Regions from separate parts of the Zea mays genome. Here region 2 is linked to region 1. A link is a contact called in public Hi-C data. All regions are on one chromosome and are shown on one strand. Each heading gives the region's core, a stretch centred on a gene start, on an enhancer-like site or on the middle of the called end of the contact. The rest is flanking DNA. Distances are from core to core; before and after follow the strand shown.

Region 1 (3,695 bases), core at 570-3,069:
CATTATATAGTGCTAACAAGTGTAAAAAACAACTAAAAAGGCGACACATTTGTTCTTAGCGCATTCGCTACTCTTGAAGCCTTCACAGATAAACTCATGGAAAAAAAAACTAGCCCAGAAACTAGGGAACTATACTATCAGGAAACATCAGTGCCCATACAAAAAGTCAGAAACACTGGTAACTAGTTGCCTACTCTATCAGTGAATGCTACAACAAAGACGCGGATAACAGCTGCTGCTAGTGAAGGAACACTACAATACAACACATGCTTAGACGCTTCACCACTTCTAGCACAACAAAAATCTTCAACTCAAGGAATCCAAAACCCTAGCATCATGCTTCTTGCGCCTGCAGCGGTGATGGCTCTTCTGCTCCCCAAAGTTATTGTCGCCGTCGATCTTCATTTTAGTCATATCTGCAATGGATGGGAAAAAAGAACCATAATGTATGTGCATTCAAGGTGCCTCTGAGAGATGGTATTGACTGTTTGGCAAATGATAACATATTGCAACAGAAACTAAGGGGTCAAATCAATTTTGTATGACTTTTCTTTGATCAAAATACACTTCTCATTCCAGGACAGATGGAGTAACTCTTTATATTCGAAACAATGTTTTTTTATAGATATTTCTAGTCAAAGTTCCATCTTGTAGGCTACATCAATGCCATGAAAAACAAATATTTGTCATCTTGCTTTAAATAATACATTTCTGTGATCAGGAGTATAAAGGAATATTTGTCAGGCAGTCATTTTGTCAGCCATACCACTACAAGAATATTGTGTCGGTATTGGGTAAATAAATGCATTTCCCCTCAAAACTGTTTTGACTCAACCAATCCACTGCAAATATTTATGGTCAGACATCAACAGCAATAAACAAGACTTACGACACATTATACGGAACAAAGAACAGAGGAGCTCCATGACCTATATTACTTGATCCCGAACAAGAAATATCCATGGACACTAGAATCTCAACCTACAAAGGTAACAAACCAAGTTTTCCAACAAACATATTCTAAATCAAAGTGCACACGGTAATGCTGATCTATGTGGAGAGTCGAGGATACTAAAAGGCAGTGACTATCCAAGTAATTGAATTCAAAGACGCTTATCACCTCCAATCACCCCGTCCCAGAACAGCTGCTGCCTCCCATCCTCATCTTCTTCGTCCATTTCATCTCCGTATCCCAGCTCCACGTCGCCACGGTACCCAGGTTCGCTCCCGTACCCAGAATCGGTGGCCGCTGCCTCCGCTGCAGCGCCGACCCCACCACCTCCGACACCAACCCCGCTAACGGGCGCCGGGCCGAACTCCGTCGCCATCGACACGTCCCTCATCCGCACCTCCCCGACATCTGACGCCCACATCTCCCCACTGGAGTCAGTGGCGCCGCCGCCGCCACCGCCACCACCACCACCGCCGCCGCACGTGAAATGGAAGTCGGAGCACGTGCCAGATCTCCGGCGGTCGCTGCTGCGGCCGGACACGGACCGCGAGCCCGCACCGCGGCGGCGCCGCTTGCGGAGCCCGAACCACCGGAAGGATCCGCCGCTAGCGCCCCCCGAGGGGGCAGGCGTCGGAGTCTCCGCATCAGGGAGGCGGGCCGAGGAAGGGGGAGCGGTGGAGCGGTCCGAGCGACAGGGCTTCTTGTGGAAGGGGTGCCAGGAGGCAACGGCCTCGGCGAGGAGGAGGTGCGGCGGGTGGTGCCGAAGCTGCGGGGCGCGCGGTGTCATCGGCGACGGAGGTGGGGACTGGGGGACGCGTCTGAGTTTGGGTTGGGAAAGTTGGCACGGTGGTGCCGCTGGTCTCATTTTGCCCCGGAGGGAACCAATGTCTGAATTTTTTTAATACTACAAAAATTTCAGCTACCAAAAATGCAGAAAGCAGACAAAGGCAAAATAGGAAACTTTTACTACTCCCTCTATGTAAAGGCAACGACGGCTATACAAGCCGTCTTTACGTGCAAACGTGTAAGCAAACAATCTAATCAATTAAATCGTAATCTAATCGTAGGTCACATTTAACATTTAAACTCTTCCACCACCAGCTCAATAATCTTTATAAAAAAAACCTCTAACAAATCATGGTTGTATCTATGGTTGAATCGTAATCTAATGGATCAGATGATTTGCTTACACGTTTGCACAGAAGGACTGCTTGCATAACAGTCGTTGCCCTCTGTAAAATCAGTTATTCTACCCTCAAAACATTAAAAATCGTTTAAATTGCCCTCTAAGACATTTTAAGGGTGATTTTACTAATGTGTCATTTTTTGAAATCTACCGTAGGCTTGTTTGCTTGGTTTTAATACATATCAGCTTCTATTATTTATATATTAATTGATTAATTGTAGCTACATCAGTTTAAACAGTCATCTTTAATCCGAAGCGAACAACTCGTCAATTATACGACCCCTCAACTATACAATGTGCTGCTATATCCATTAAAACATATAATACTAATCAATAACCTCTTAGATAGGGATGACAATATGTACATATATAGGTAAATAAACACAAGTAATTATCCATTGGGCCACGAGATGGAATTTGTTATCCGTAGTTATATATATGGATATTATAAGGTATATATGGTTTTTTTTGTGGGTATAGAAATCTAGTATACATATCCGTTAACCGATGGTTATGCTATCCGGATTCAATACATTATTGTGAATTCCCATTTTTTTAATTTCCATTGACGGTCGCGACTGCAGGAGAATGGTTGCGGCTACAGAAAGATGTCGCGCGCTAGAGCAGATGTATCATGTGCTAGATGCTAGAATAGAGGCACCGCACACCGGCGACTCGAGCAGAGGGCCTTTGCAGGCTTGCGGCCACCACACGATGGATGGGGCAGCTATGTGATGGAGTAACAGATGCACATCAGGGTGGCGGGGCTGGAGAAGGAGAAGGGGGCAATGGAGCAAGGGCGGTGGTGCTGAGTACAGCGGTACAGGTGCCGTTGGCTACATTGTTGCGTATCCAAGACTCCAAGTAGGTCAGAATAGTATATTTAGACCTTTAGAGATGGTAGACTGGCCCATAGAAAAGAGATTAGATACTAATCTAAAATAGATAAAATTAGTCGGTCATAAAATCAGACGAGTAATCATGATTAATCAGTGACTAGAATGATTAATTGCTTTCTAGTCGTCCTAGTCGAGTTAAAGACACTGATCGAGCTTACCTGGATCGAGCTTGCTCCAGCAATAAAGCTAACTAATTAACGATTAGTCGGACGACTTTAAAAACCGGATACCTGGGACGAGACGAGGTATAGATGACCAAACGGGCAGCACGGCCCGACCCGGCACGAGCCTGACTTAGACACGGCACGACAGGCCCGAACACGATAGGCCCGTTTACATAATCGGGCCGGGTCGGGCCGCCCGACGTGCTCGCCTCCAGGCCCAAGCACGGCACGCTGGGTTGTTAACCGTGTCATACCGGCCCGAGAGCACGCAAGCACGTTAGGGTCGTGCTGACCCGAAAGCCTGTCAATCAACATGTCGCATGTCACAATAATAGATATTAAGTTACATGTCTAGCAGCAAAATATGCACGTCACAGATTCATAGTTTACAGACCAATCACAACACATAATACGTTATTAAGTTTGAGGTGGTGCAATGGCTGCCTCATCAAAAACCTATCTAGATAAAACTCACACCTCGTGATAAACCCTAG
Region 2 (3,695 bases), core at 632-3,131, 390 kb before region 1:
TTCCAAAGTACAATAGTTACATCTTTATAGGGGGACATGTAATTTCTTAAAGACAATTATCTATTCACCTTAAACCTACGAATACTTATTTTAGGACGCATATAGAGTATTTTTAGGCATAAACTAACAATAGTCCTGGTCCATCCAAACAGCAAACATGTTGTTGCCTTTTTTTTCCGTATATATACAGGGAAATTTATGACCGTTTCGTCTCTGCAATATGCAAGCGGATGCAGCTCATGGGAGCTTCCTGAGCTTGACCTGCGCGCCGTGCTCTGGCTTGAGCAAGACGACGGGGAACGGCGCGTGCGAGTAGGACGGGGAGAGCTCGAATGTGAAGCTCCCCAGAATCATGGCGAGCCCTATCTTGGCCTCCAGCAGCGCGAAGGTCTGACCGACGCAGGTCCGAGGTCCCCAGCCGAACGGGAAGAACGATGGAGGCGCGTCCCCGGCGGACGACGCCCTGGCGACTCCCTCTGCGAACCTCTCCGGCCTGAACTCGTCGGCGTCCGGCCCCTACGCGTCCTTGTCGTGGTGGATGCAGAGCAGCGGCAGTATCAGCATCACGCCCGCCGGGTACCTGACGCCCCCAAGCTCCATGGGCTTGTATGTCCGCCGGTGCAACGCCGGCAGCGGCGTGTAGAGCCGCAGCACCTCGTACAGCACCATGGTCACCTGCAGACGCGATTGCGAATCACAATTACGACCACATTTCACACGACACTGACTGAACGAATCGATCAAGACTGATCATGCTATCGAAATGAAGGTTACGATTTTCAGTCGGCTGAGGCCGTCGTAGTCCAGCACTCTGCAGGAGGCGCCGCCGAAGACGCGGAGCACCTCCTCCCTGGCAAGGTCCTGCCACTCCGGGTGCATGCAGAGCGCCAGCAAGGTCCACGTGAGCAGCACCGACGTGGTCTCCATGCCGGCGAAGTAGAACACAGCTTGCACTCTCCAATGATGTCGTCGGTGGACATGCCTCCGGAGCTCGTCCCGCCGCCTCCGCCTCCGCCTTCGCCCCTGAGCTGCTCCATGTTGGACTCTAGCAGCAGGCCGAGAAGGTCGTCGCTCGTCGCCTTTCCTGCCCTCAGCGAGCTCTCCCTCGTCGCGATCATCCGTCTAAGGATCCCTTCGATCTCCGCCGCGATCCGCTTCATCCGCCGGTTGACCCTTGTAGGCAGCATCCTACACGCACGAAAATTGCAATTCTGTACATCAAAATCTTTTTGTCGTGTCAGTTCTCACTGACAATCAAATTAATATAGAATGTGGTTTGATCAGAGCTAGCTAGAGAGCACGAGCTGACATGTATCCAGGGATGTGTATCTTGCCGGCGACGAGCATGGCGAGGTGCACCTGCTCCTCCTGGAGCTCGAAGATCCTCCTGCCTTCCAGGTAGCTGCTGCCGAAGGCGACGCGGGAGATGACGTCCCCCGTCAGCCTCTGCATGTCCGGCCAGATGTCCACCTCGCATGGTTCGCCGTCGGCCGCGACCACCAGACGCTCCCATGTGCTCACCAGGTCGGCGCAGCACGACGCAAAGGCCGGCAGCATGCGCTGCAGGAGAATCGATTGATCGGGAAGCTCGTATCGGATCCATCAAATAGCAAGCTACACTGATGAGGTGATTCATGTATGAGACCTTGAGCTTCTCGAAATGGAAAGCGGGGTTGATGATCCTGCGGTGCTTGGCCCACTTGCTGCCCTCGTGGGTGCTCACGCCATAATGCAGCAGCCGCGTCAGCTGCCCGAAGCCGGCCTTCTCGAAGTGGCCGAACTTGTTGGACAGAACCTGGCGCACCAGCTCCGGCTCGGTTATGATCACCCTCGGCGTCGGCCCGAACCAGGTGACCGAGGTCTTGCCTGGGCCAGTGCCCAGACCAGTAGGCCACGCGTTGTCAATCCAGAGCGAGAGTGGATGGGTCATGAGTCGTACGAGTGAAACCTAGGGTGTGTTTGGTTTGGCTTTTGGCTTTGGTTTTTACCTCTGAAAGCCAAAAGTTAAACCAAAGGGATGGATCTAGAAAGCAGCTTTTCTAAAAGTCGACTTTCTCGCAGTAGAAAACTGAAAGCACCTCTGGACCTGCTTTTAGTGGTTTTTAGATAGAACTATGAAAACATATATCGAAGAACTTTTAATAGCTTTTAGTGGTTTCCAACAAATGGTTTTTAGCTTTTTAATATCTCACAGCCCACAACAGCTTTTTCCACAGCTCACAGCCCACAACAGTTTTATTCACAGCCACAGCTCGACCAAACAGACCCTTAGTCTTCTATAGACTCCGGTCACTACGCATAGTGCGTGACAACTTTTACGAAACAATGTCAATTTTTATCAGATTTTTTATATATGATATCATTACATGTCGACAAGTTTCATAATTTACTGACTTTGTTTGTGTTCTATACAATTTTAAAACAAATAGATCACAAGTTCATGGTCATATTTCGTGAGTATAGTGCTCGAAAATTCTGGTTTGTTCCTAAAATAGACCGTAACTTATGCTAAATAACATGAAAATCATTTTTGCATTCACATTTTTTCATTTTTCGAGTAACTTGCAGTTTAAATCTAAATTATCCGAAAAAATTCAATTAAACGAACTAAATCTAATATTTATAGAAAACACTTTGATAATTATGCCAATAGAACATGTAGGTCTATACTATAGGAACAAACCACAAAAAGTTTGGTGAAAAAAATAAAAATAAAAATATACTTTGTCATGTGTCCTAGATCAGACAATCGGCAAAGTATCTATAGAGGGACACTCGGCAAAGTACCTACAAAGGGACACTCGGCAAAGTAGTTTTTGAATTAAAATAATCTTTGTCGAGTGTAAGATCCATGACACTCGGCAAAGTATATTTTTAAATAAAAAAAATTGACGAGTGCTAGGTCGCCGGCACTCGGCAAAGAACGTTTACTTAACACTGACTGGGCCCGCGGTCCCATTCTTTCGCATGCTCAACTGCCGCTCGCCGTCGCTAGCCCGCCCGCTCGCCATCGCCAGCCCGCCCGCTCGCCGCCGCGCCAGCGCCTCCCCACTCTCGTGCCGCCCGCCTGAGCGCCATCGGCCAACGCGCCACCGTCCACGCCGACTCCGGCCCCTTGTCCCCGCTGGCTCCGGCCATCCTCGTCCATCGGTCCCCCGCTCCAGCTAATGCACCGCCACCTCGGATCCGTGCCCTCTCCAGTGCTTCGATCAAGCAAAGGTAAAGACTCTTTTTTGCCATTTGCAACACACATAGAAATTGTATGATGTTTGGCTAGCAATTGATGTTTGGACCTAGTTATTTTTAGTTGTGAGTGTGAAATTGTGACTTGTGAAGTTGTGCTAAGTTATTTTGAACTGTAAGTATGAAATTTATTATTAGTGAACTATTGTTTTTGTGTGTGATTGTGAATTGTGAGAACAACGATGCATGAATATGTGAGTACAAATATGTATATGTGGTTATCGAGGCCTTGATGTATATGTGTGGATGTTAGCCATGGTGCTGTTAGTTTTATTTACAGGTTTTGAAAACCTCTGTCGGCGTTTCGACCCCGGGGGTCCCTGGACCGACGAGTAAAATTGTCGCTGCGTGCCCCAGCCCAGATGGGTTGGCGCGAGATGGAACACAAGGGGGGAAAACCGCGGCTCGTGTTATCCTGCGCCCAGGGGAGGATGCGCTTGCAGTAGGGGTTA

Evidence for each region. A called contact is a pair of places that touch in the nucleus more often than the background predicts.
Region 2: a contact with region 1 is called in a Hi-C map of ear, with 2.7 times the contacts expected there. The contact joins the enhancer-like site here to the promoter of LOC103649932 in region 1. A contact is called at or near these places in 2 of 25 Hi-C or Micro-C datasets (ear and tassel).

The regions. Positions count from the first base shown.
Region 1 is chr3:33,249,495-33,253,189 of Zm-B73-REFERENCE-NAM-5.0, reverse strand. It overlaps LOC103649932 (alanine and glycine-rich protein), which reads right to left and starts at 1,819. Exons shown (of 2, transcript XM_008675616.4): 1 at 1,121-1,819; 2 at 1-416. The coding sequence starts at 1,817. The coding sequence ends at 307.
Region 2 is chr3:33,638,382-33,642,076 of Zm-B73-REFERENCE-NAM-5.0, reverse strand. It overlaps the pseudogene LOC103649934. Among protein-coding and RNA genes, the nearest start is that of LOC100283905, 8.0 kb to the left of the region's middle. Within about 2 kb of position 1,881, at least 6 of the 20 cell types and tissues checked have an H3K27ac peak or open chromatin away from gene starts, as enhancers often do. A contact at or near this core is called in ear, where this site is marked.